2 separate regions of the Mus musculus genome follow, and region 1 is linked to region 2. The links are chromatin contacts, called in public ChIA-PET maps. All regions are on one chromosome and are shown on one strand. Each heading gives the region's core, a stretch centred on a gene start, on an enhancer-like site or on the middle of the called end of the contact. The rest is flanking DNA. Distances are from core to core; before and after follow the strand shown. Region 1 holds the start of Ubn1 (ubinuclein 1). Region 2 holds the start of Nlrc3 (NLR family, CARD domain containing 3).

What was found. ChIA-PET counts read pairs in DNA pulled down with a chosen protein or histone mark.
Region 1: an RNA polymerase II ChIA-PET map of memory CD8 T cells shows a contact between it and region 2, with 4 times the contacts expected there. The contact joins the promoter of Ubn1 here to the promoter of Nlrc3 in region 2. A contact is called at or near these places in 2 of 39 promoter capture datasets (embryonic stem cells and liver) and 2 of 115 datasets of contacts at active chromatin or transcription factors (double positive thymocytes and memory CD8 T cells).

Annotation. Positions count from the first base shown.
Region 1 is chr16:5,047,970-5,053,724 of GRCm38.p6, reverse strand. It overlaps Ubn1 (ubinuclein 1), which reads right to left and starts at 3,668. Exons shown (of 19, transcript NM_026666.4): 1 at 2,944-3,668. It overlaps Glyr1 (glyoxylate reductase 1 homolog (Arabidopsis)), which reads left to right and starts at 3,815. Exons shown (of 16, transcript NM_001079814.1): 1 at 3,815-3,919; 2 at 4,939-4,975. The coding sequence starts at 3,882.
Region 2 is chr16:3,973,934-3,979,623 of GRCm38.p6, reverse strand. Nlrc3 (NLR family, CARD domain containing 3) reads left to right here and starts at 2,992. Exons shown (of 18, transcript NM_001081280.2): 1 at 2,992-3,295. The coding sequence starts at 3,247. Slx4 (SLX4 structure-specific endonuclease subunit homolog (S. cerevisiae)) reads left to right here. Exons shown (of 15, transcript NM_177472.5): 15 at 1-519.

The DNA.
Region 1 (5,755 bases), core at 2,419-4,918, 1.1 Mb before region 2:
TAAGAAATGGATCAGTAAGTCACTCAATTGGACGAAGGAATTGGCAACCAGATCCAGTGTTGTTTTGTCTAGACAAAATTTTTTAAAGGTAGCTTCATTTCAGCCCATGTTTTTAGAAAACACAACTCCAAACCACATAACCAGTAACAATATTCTTGTCAGCTACAAAAGTCTGTGCAAGCCTTAGCCAACAAGGAGATAGGACTAGAGGACAAAGTAAGTTCACCTATTAACTCATTTTTTAAATAATAATTTTTTCAAAAAGATCTATTTATTTTATGTATATTAGTACACTGTAGCTCTAAAGATGGTTGTGAGCCACCATGTGGTTGCTGGGATTTGAACTCAGGACCTTCAGAAGAGCAGTCAGTGCTCTTACCCACTGAGCTATCTCTCTAGTCCCACCTATTAACTCTTAGAAGTCAGGTTTTGGTGAAGTTTTATGATCATATTTAAGGACTAGGGCATTTGAAACATTTAAGATAATAATATATGTTAAAGTCCATGTTAAACTTATTTAATTCCAAATGCTTAAGAAAATATAAGTTGTAAAGTCCACAAAAGAACGTAAGTTGTACTTATACAACTAATTTATGAGTTGTTTATGACCTTGGGAAGAGCTTCCTCCAAGGTTTGCAAGTTTACCTCTTTAGAAACATGAAGTAGTTGGGAGATGGTACAGCATGCAGCACTCGGGAGGCAGAGGCAGTGGCGCTCCATGAGCTCGAGGACAGCGTGGTCTACACAGAGTTCCAGAGCAGCCAGGGATACACAGACAAACAACCCTGTCTTGGAAGAAGAAACAAACAAGCAAACAAAAGAAATATGAAACAAGTCAAGAAAGAAGTACCTGAGAATTAAGAAAAAAACTACAGTTTAAAACATGTTAGAGAATTTAAATAACTTGATTTAAAAGAGTTGATTGTTTAAGAAAATTTAACCTGTTTAACCTGGTGCTGTCTCTAAGTTTTATTCAAGTTTAAGTAATTTTTATTTTCACAAGCATTCATGTGAGTGTGGGTGAGTGTGTGTGTATGTGTGTGTGTGAAAACTTATAGGAGTTAATTCTTTCATTTCATCATGTGGGTTCCAGAGATTGAACATAGGTCTTCAGGCTTGGAGGCAGACACCCTTACCTGTTGAGCCATCTTACAGACCCTCACATAATTTTTTGTCCCATAAATTCTTAAATTTGTAAATAAAACACTAATGAAAACTTACAAGTTTTAAAAATAGCAAAGAATGGGGACTGGAGAGATGGCTCAGTGGTTAAGAGCACTGACTCTTCTTCCTGAAGTCCTGAGTTCAATTCCCAGCAATCACATGGTAGCTCACAACCATCTGTAATGGGATCCAATGCCCTCTTCTGGTGTGTCTGAAGACAGCTACAGTGTACTCATATACGTAAAATAAATAAAATCTTAAAAAACAAAAACAAAAACACTAAGATTGAGCTGGGGATGTCACTCAGCAAAGTGCTTTCCTTGCACACTGGAGGCCCTGATTCAATTAAATCACACACTGGGATTAAATTAAAATGAGAATGGTAATATATAGCTGTAATAGAAGCACTGTGAAGGAAGAGGCAGGAGGATCCTAAGTTTAAAGTCACTCTTGGACAAGGAGAAGGAGGCTTGGATTGCATGAGAGCTTATCTCCAACTAAAATACAAAAAGGAAAAAAAAAACAAACCACAAAGTAGGGTTTAAATACTCCGAATGACTTGAATATTAGTATGCCACACAGGAAAAAATTCTTCTCTTTAAAAAGCAAATTATGGGATTATGGGTTTGTGGTGGTGGACAGATCTTTAGTCCCAGCACTAAGATGGAACCCAGCCTGATCCACAAGGAGCTCCAAGACAGCCAGGGCTACACACAGAAAGTCTTGAAAAACAAAACAAAACAAAACAAAACAAAAAACATATTATGCAAAAGCCTATTTCCAGGTATTCCTAGGGACTGTTTTATGTTTTTGTTATCATAAATACATTCTTTTTAACTAATTTACTTTTGAACTGACTACCAAAAAAAAAACAGAAAAACTTGTATGCTAATTTTTTCATTAATTTCTTTCCCTATTTAATGGCTTTCCCTTTTTATTTTGAAAGGCAAAGTCCTACAAAAATGACAGGTTATTTTATATTTATTTTTGTTTCCTGTCTTCTTTCATTCTTTTGTTTGTTTGTTTGCTTGAGACAGGGTTCCTCTGTGTAGCCCTGGCTGTCCTGGAACCTCACTCTGTAGACCAGGCTGGCCTCGAACTCAGAAATCCACCTTCCTCTGCCTCCTGAGTGCATGTGCCACCACTACTCGGCTCCTGTCTTATTTCATTAACTAGAATTACAGGACATTAGACAATGTATCCTTTGTTCTATTCCTGACTTTGATGGGATTGTTTCTAAATTTAGTTGTAAAGATTTACATTTAAAGACAAGTCATTACAATATTCTTAAATTCCTGGAAAACTCTAATTTCTAAATTAAGAACATTTGTCAAATTTTATGAAATCTTAAATACACTTTAAATGGTCAGTTCGTGTTTAATTAACACACAATGTAAATGACAGTCCTTGAAAAATGTGGTACTTCTTCCAAAGAAAAAACAAGCTGGGGTCAACCACCCAGCTTCTCCACCACACCATCTCTCAGAGCAATTGACAACCAAAGCCTCTACAAGGACACTGCTTTGGGGAAAGGGGCGTGAACCCGTCACCTTCCGAGCAGGCGTTGACTTCAGAAAGTACAGCTGTAAGTTAAGTCCACCCTGACACAGACTCCTGCCGCCTTTTCTTGGGTGTGAGACTTTTCTTGCTCAAAGTCGAGCTTCAACTCGGTCTACGGAACTTAGGGCAGCCGCCCTGCCCCTCGGCAGGTACCAGTTCCCATTACTGTCACCTGTCTTCCAGCTGTCAAAACTTCTTGCAAAGTGTCACACTACTTACGAAGGCTAACGCGGGAGGCTGGACCAGACCGCGGCGCTCACCGTTGTCCCCAGAGCCGACGCGGGCCGTAGACGTCCCCCCGTGGTGGTCCTCATGCCGGCCCGGGACCCTCGGGTTGCGGCGCGGCTCAGCGGCCCGCTCCCGAGCGCTGCAGGCGGGCGCGCGGAGGGCCCGCGCCGCGGCCCATGGCCGGCTCCCCAGCCCGCGGGAAGGAAGCCTCTCGACAAACTGCCGCTTTCTCTTGTCAGCCAGCGGGGGGAGCCGAGATATGCCAAGTCCACGTCCAAGAAAACAAGTCGGGCGACGCCGAGGACGCTTGGCGGGGACGCCGCTCCGGAAGCCGACTGTCGAGCTGGGCGCTCCTCAGCAGTCTGGAGCTCCCGCCCCGAGCGCGGGCTCGCGGGCAACCGGGGCCTCTTCTGCCCCGGGCTGGGACCGAGACTGGCTTCCAGGCCGCGCCAGGGTCAGTCAGGGCAGCAACCGGACTCCAACACCTATCCGCCCGGGACCTCAGGCTCGGCAACGGCCCGGGGCCCGCGCCTGCCTAACAGCCGTAACGGAAGCAGCGGGAAAGACTGGAAATGAGTCTAGAGTCCCGGAAGCGAGCGGGCAGCACAGTCGGCTCCCTTTCGCGCTAGTCCGGCCGCGCCGCCTCCGCCGCCGCTGCTTTGGACCGCGGATGCTTCGTTGTCACGAGCCGGAGGGGAGGGGGGAGGCGGGAGCTTGGAGTCTCTGGGCTTCGACGCGCTGAGAGCGCGGCGCTCAAGTCACGTGCCTCCAAGCAGTCCAATGGACGGCCGCGGCGCGGTGACGTCAGCGCATCCGCTAGGCGGATGACAGCAAACACCCGTCACGTGGTCAGGCCAACTCCAATGGGCGGTGCCGCGGCGACCTGAAGTTCCCGGCTGCCCGTGCGGCGGCGGTGGTTGGGTGGTAAGATGGCGGCTGTGAGTCTGCGGCTCGGCGACTTGGTGTGGTGAGTCCTGGCGACCAGCGCTGAACGAAAGACGGCGCGAAGCTGCTTTTCCTGGTCGCAGGGTTGCCAGCTGGCCCAGGAGTAGTTTTATTATGCACTCCGGACGGCGGAGAGTGGGGAAGAGGAGGTGCCGCCGCGGTGTGAACGACGCTTGAGCGGAAGAGGCTGTCCGGTCCCCGGGGGACCGAGGCCGAGAGGGGCCGCGGCGGTCCCTGCTCTGAACCCTGAGGCCATCCCAGGGGAGGGTTACGGCTCTAGAACTCTGGCTCCAGCTGCCACTGCAGAGAACTCTGGCGTGGCGTGGAGTCCCAGGGTCTCTCCGGACCTCCTCTCAAAGCAGGAGAGGATACCTTGCTAGAGACAGAGCCGTCCATACCCGCGTTCGGTTGGGACAGACGTGGGCTCGAGGCTTGGTTCCAGGTGGCGAAATCCGACTGCCCGGCGCTGCCCCATGAAGAAACCGAGGGGAGGGTGACTTCTCCTTTGCAAATGATGGCTAGGCGGTGATCCAGTGCCTCTCGTTCTGTTCCTTGTGTCCCCTGCAACAGCCAAAACCAAGAGTGACCATTGTCTCCTTGGAACTGCGTAGTTTCCCTACCTAGAGGAAGGTTTCCATGATCATTTGTCAAAGGAAAGCCGATCATGGGGTGAATTAAATCAGTCTTAGGGAAGTCTGTGTTTACAGAGAGAAGTTTCCAACACTCTCCCAGGGAGGTACCAGACCAGTGACGTCCTGATGGTTTTGTTTTTCTATGTTCCTTCTCGGGAAGAGTGCACAGATCTCAGGCACACACACACACACACACACACACACACACATATATATATATATACAGTTTTGTATGTAATATGTGAGGGCCCTGAGCCCAGCTGTGAAAGACCCATCTGGTTTGCCTGCTTTTGTTCTGGCCCTTTTGTTCAGCCTAGAGTTAGAAGCATAGATTGCTTGTTGAGTGGGCTGAAGGAGATGGACTGGCTTTTCCAGGGCAAGTTCTGACTGTTTGTATTATTTTCTCTAGGGGGAAACTGGGCCGGTATCCTCCCTGGCCAGGAAAGGTGAGTGCATTGTTGGTTTTAAAAGAAGGTAGTTGAAGCTAAGGGAGAGGGTTAACATGTTGAATTTCCTCCATTCTCTAACACTGACTTAAAATGGGCTCATTTTGATAAAATGTAGTGTTTTGCCTCCAGTTATCAGTCGGTTTTGAAAGTTATAGCATAAACCAGAGTGTTTAAATATGAGGTAATCACTTCAGTCAGAGGGCTTGTGAAATTGGTTGGTTTTTTATCTTGGAAATCAATTGTAATCAAAATGTAGCATGCTAAAATCTAAGGATGAAGAAACAGATTCTCCAGGAAGAGGGAAGTCTAAATGTAGGTTAGTGAAAAGCTAAAGTATTTTTGTCCCAACTAAGTTTAAATCTTCTTCCCCTGTTACCATATGTGCTGCTCCAGTGCATCTCTGCAGAAGATGGCATTCCAGATTTTTCAAGAGGTGGTCCATCATAGCTTTCCAAATGTTCTGGCTTTTTAGTCTTGCTAGGAATCCAGGAAATGTCTGAAGACTCTTTGCAATATGGTATTTCCTGTGCCTTGGTGGTCCCCTATTTTCACTGCTTCCTGTCTTAACTCTTGCTACCCACAACAAAAGTATTTTAAAGAATATTTTCTGTTTCTTCATTAATCACATCACATGGAGGGAGGGGTGATGTTGCTGTTAGTTTTAACTGTTTCTATGCCACGAGTCATTGCAATAAGACTATCTGTTGGACAATATACTACCTGTTGGCTATGGAGAATTTAAAGAATATTTACATATTTCTTCATATCACAATAGCA
Region 2 (5,690 bases), core at 1,743-4,242:
TTTGGCCCAACCAGGGTCCCCATCCTGTGTGTTCCTGAAAGGCAGTGGGCCACACCAGCGACCAGAGCAAGACCTGAGCCTTCTTCACTTGCCTCTCTGTGTCCAGCACACCCAAGCACAGCTGCCCTATATTCTGGGACAGGCAACTGGGTCCAGCCTTCTCAGCATTGAAACCAGCCCAGCCGCCATGGCAGACCAGACACCGACGGGCGGCCTGCACCCTGTGCTTGCCCAGATACTTGCCACTGTCACCAGCATCCTACAAGTAGGGCCCAGCACAGCTATGAAGACCCCCAAAGTAAGCATGTTTGTGGGCTCCACCCATTTGTGTTAAGCCTCCTTGACCCAGTGTGGACTCTGGGACCAGAAAAAAACAGAAGTTTGGGTTTTCACAGCCTGTGAGTGTCCTTGTGTGTTTTAAATACAGTGAAGTTGTTTTATATAATGTGCAATAAAAACAAAGAAGACTTTATTTAAAAATAAATAAATAAATAAACTAGACACTCCTCTCTGAGAAAACCACCGGGAACACACAGTGAGCTTGGGCCCCCTGCTCTGCTGCCTACAACACCTTTGCGCGTGTTCTTTTCTTGGGGTGCCAGGACTGCTTACTGTCCACTGACCAACGGTTCCTCGAGAACATTGTCTCTGTGTTCATCACACTAATGGGGTCCTCACGGGCACTAACTGCTGCTGCTGCTGCTGCTCAGGGAAGCAGGCCAGGGACAGTCTCAGTCAACTGGAGTGTCACAAGTACCAGGCTGGGCCTGTTGGGCCTGCTGAGTCAGCTTGCCTTGTTAACACCGACCTAGATCTGTTTCCAGGCTATGTGGAAAGAAAGGTCAGCCAGCCATTCTTTTAGGAGCTAGAGTGCAGTTTGATGATAGAGCACCTGCCTCGTATACCTAAGGCTCTGGGTTAAGTTTCTAGCACTATAATAAGAAAGCTACGACATCAAGAACAGATTCCTGGGAAAGAGTTATGAGGTGATCTCAGAGGCCAGCAGTGCTTAGGGAGGTGAGAACACAGCTTGGTGTTTGTGGAATGTGTCCTGGTTGTGGTCAACCAGAAAGAAACCATTCCTGCGTTTGATGGCCAGGCAGGCAATTGGAAGCCAAGTGCCATGGGTAGTCCAGTGATAGATTTCTGAACCCCTGAACCTATGTATCCAGCATCATTCACTTACTTTAAAACAGCCAGTTGCTGCCTCTGGAGGAGGTAGGTTAAAGTGAACGTAGGCAATGAAGGCGTGGCCATCAGCCAGAGCAGCGGCCAGCAAGCAGGGACCTTCCCACAAAACACCCTGGCTCCAGCATCACAGCACTGGGCCAGCTGATTGAAATCAAGGTGCATGGCTGCCTCATCCTTCGGTGATGCTGAAGCTACATGGGCACTGGGACTACTCATTGATTAAAGTGAGGAGGAGTCCTCTTCCAGAAACCACACTGCCTTCATATGGTTAGCACAAGAAGTACTTAGCCCCAACACAGAATGTGTGCTGGACACAAGTACATCATACATATCACCAGATGTGGTCTGGGTGGACAGGGAGGTCTGGGTAATATGAACAGACCTCTAGCCTGTTCACTTCTGTGGTCCAGCCCTTGCCATGGGCTAGGCTTGTCTGTGTTGAACCACAGCCTAGCTTGGATAAACAACTACTAGCTCAGGTAAGGAAACCATAGGAAAAGGCCCCTGACTGCAGGCTGGAAGCCTTACACTCCCCAAGTTAAGAAGAACTGAGCCTACTAACTGCCTTGCTGTTTGCTCTCAGGTAACAAAGTCTCAGAGTGAAGAAGACCCTGGAGAAATGTGTATATTTGGGCATGTGTGTATGCATGTGCGTGCACACACACACACATCAGAATAGCCCATGTATGGGGCTGGTGGCCATTACTGGGAGGAGAGGAAGGAGCTAGCACTAGGATGTTCCCCAAGATCCTCAGGAAGAAGGCTGTTTCCTCTCCTGCTAGATCTCTGGAGGAGGCAGGCTGAGCCTCTTGGGCCTCGTGTGACTGGCCCACAAAGCACCTTTGCTGCACCCCTTGGCCAGGACTATAGCTCTCTGCTTCCCCTGCTTAGAGCCTCCTCAGGCTTCCCATGGTCTGCCACGGTGTCCACAAGTTCCCAGCCTGCTCCTCTGTGCTCAGTAGGGAAAGAGATGGGTGGCAGACGTTCCAAAACAGCATTTCTAACCTAGCACCAAAGTCCTACCTCTCCATGGGAAACAAAGGTCTGCCACATGCCTCCTGCACCCCTGCATGCAGGCTGCTCTCAACATCGGAACTCAACAGATGCCTGAGAACTCTGTGTGCTTGCTGAAGAGCCCAAGGCCCCTTGGTCACTTGGCTACCACGTCTCCTAAGTCAGTCAGAGCTGTCACAGTAAATGGCTTCCTTCCCCCCTCCCTACTCCCCCATCAGTAGAAGACATTCTAAATGGTCCATTTATTGCAAGCTTTTTTTTTTCTCTTTTGATCGCTCTCAGCCACGTCCTTGTCCTTATCCTTTCTTCTGCATCTGAGCAGGACACCTACCTTCCTGCTGTGAATAGCTGTGTGCTGCATTCCAGGGTCCACTGACTCACAGGGATAGGGCTAGGTCAGAAGCACCTCTAGGGTGAAAGACGTGCTTTAATAAGAGGAAGGTCACTGGGTATCAAAGCCTGGAGGCATGCAGGCATTCCGGCCCCACTGACTATCTCTCAGCAGTGTGACCTAAACCCAGGTGCTGACCTCCTCCCTGCCCCCTGCTTCCCCACCCCCCACCTTCTGACAGTCTGTTGGAGGATGGAGAATGAATGTCAACAATTTTGGCACTGTACCCATCCCGAGCACATGCTGTGAGGATGCTCAGTCCCAGAATGGAGATCCAACATAACTTCCCTACTCTGGGGGATGTGACAGAACCAAAGAGGTGAGCCTGGGGCCAAGCAGCTCACTGATTTGTCAGCGAGGCTGTTAGCTTTTAAAACTAGACAGGAAGGAAGGTTGAGGTGGAGGACAGGAAGAGCTGAGGGGCTGCAGTGACAGTGGGTGGGCTCCTGGGGACTACAGGATGTGGTAGGTCTGTCACTCCCAGCCCTGGCGTGATCAGTGTGATAAACTCCCCTGATCTCTTCAGAGAAGGTTTCCTCAGCTCTGGACAGACCAAGGTCTCAGCCTCAGCTGACCTGCCACTGACTACCCAAGGCATTCAGCCATAAACATGGCCTCCCGCTCACTGGAGCAGAGCTGTGCCCAGGAGCATGCAGGCGGAGCCCTTTAGCACCCTGGAGCAGCCACCATGGCAGGAAGGTAAGTAGCACCCAGAGCACATCGGTGCAAGGGAGGACTCAGGAAAAGCTGCTAGGGAGGGTAGAGGCTCTGAAGGCCTGAGGGCACGAGGAGGCTACGGAGTGCTGAGCCCTGGGTGTTGGAGCTGCTGGGTCTGGATGCGTCAGTGTCTGGTAGACTCACTTGTGCCCAGGGTGATGATCCACAAGTTCTAGGGGAGAAGACCCAGCTCTGTGTTCTTGGTGATGGCATGGGCGGAGCAGGATGCATTGCAGGTTGCAAGTAAGCAGCACCACGATTGGAACCCGGTTCCTCCAAGGCTGTGATCCCAAGCAGGTGACCCTCTTCTTGTGTTCATTTGCCACCTGTAAGTGGAGTCACAACTCCAGCACCTACCCCAAAGGTCAAGGGGCGTGCTACATACAACTCCCAGCTTTCCCATAATACCCCTCCCCCAGGGCCACTCCTAGCCACACCCTGGCGTTAGTTAAAACTTGTCATTCTGAGACTGCTAACCAAGGGAGGCCTCTGTAAGAGGTGTGGCTGCAAAGCCTAGTGAATGTTAAACACAGGGAGTGTTAGCTATGGTGTCCACCCATGGACAGGCTTCTAGGCCCTGGGGCTCCTCCCGGCTCCCCTCCTTATCACAGGCTCACTTTGGCCATCCCGCAACGGTTGTATCTACTTTGCTGCTGGGAGGGCTAGATCTACCTGCTTGCTGGTACTCCAGGTCAATGCTGTGGTGTATCCTTAGGGCAGAAGTTACTTCTTTCAGGATGCTGATCTCAGAAACCAGATAGTTGCTATGGTTGCTAAGTCAGGCCTGGGGAGGGAGATGAGGGTAAAGAGTAGGTCATACAAAAAAACCCAAGGTACTATGTGTGTGGCCAGAGATATGAACAGTGCCGCCTCCCCCTGCCCCCCCCTTCCCCGTCCCCACCCTAGCTAAGCTAGGTGGGGCAAGGCCGGCATTTGGAAGGGACTCACCTGGCTCAGGCCGGGTCTGTGGCCCTGGCAGAGAAGCATGGCACAGAATAGGCTCCACCAGACATAATGCTTTGCCAGAGTCAAGAAGCACTGATCTAAGTCCTTTGAAAACATGGTTGCCTCATCCTCTTGTTTACAACAACCTTATTGTTTAGCAGTAATAAGATTATCTGGTGGGCATCCAATTACAGAAGGCAATAGCTAGCCTTGTTCCATGCCCTGACAATATCCTACTAGAAAGCATCCTGACCTTTGCCATGGACAGGCTGACAGTGATCTACTTCAGTTGGTCCAACTACATTTGTATTTCTGCACAGTTGCCAACTTCAAAAGTCAAGATGTACCTTACAGGTAGTGTTTAATCAATGTGTAGAAACTGGCACCCAGAGGTCTCTTGTGCTGCCTCTCAGGCAGAAGCAACCCCAAAAGTGACTATTTGACATCTCTTGTTTCAGATTGGTTTGTCCAGATTTTAAGTTCCCTGGAAATGGAATCCCAAAGCATATTCTTTAGTGGCCAACTGTGCAGGCATCCGTGTGATAGGCTGGGCCAACTGTGCGGGCATCTGCGTGATAGGCTGGGCCAACTGTGCGGGCATCCGCGTGATAGGCTGGGCCAACTGTGCGGGCATCTGTGTGATAGGTTGGGCCAACTGTGCGGGCATCTGCGTGATAGGTTGGGCCAACTGTGCAGGCATCTGCGTGATAGACTGGGCCAACTGTGCGGGCATCCGTGTGATAAGCTAGGCCAACTGTGCAGGCATCCGTGTGATAGGCTGGGCCAACTGTGCGGGCATCTGCGTGATAGGCTGGGCCAACTGTGCGGGCATCTGCGTGATAGGCTGGGCCAACTGTGCGGGCATCCGTGTGATAGGCTAGGCCAGTGGTTTGTGCCCTTTTCATGTTTCCCATGCTACTGTTGATGGGTATTGGTTGATTTTACTACTTTGGCTAATTCTGAGTAAAGCTGTCAAGAACATTCTAGAATCTGTGTCTTGGTGGAAATACATGCTTATGATCCTAGATCTATCGTTTTCATCTCCTTCAGTGATGTTTTTAGTGTAGAGGTTGCAAACTTTTTGCTAAGTTCATTCCCAGTATTTGATTTTTTTAATGATATCAGTTTTGATTTGGTTGTCGTTAGCACGTGGACTGTTTATGAGCACTAACCCTGGGTCCAGAACCCTACCAAACTAAGTCATCAGTTTTAATCATTTGTTTATATACAATTTTGAATTTTCTGTGTCTAACTATAGCTGTGAATGTCTTATTTTTTATCATTGTGATACTTTCTTCTGTGTCTCCAAGTGTCTGTATCTCAGGTTTTAGTTGTTTATTACTGTTGTTGTTGTTATTATTAATTAGTGTGTGTGTACACACATGCACATGTGTTTCACTGCATGCATGTGGAGATCAGAGGACAATTTCAG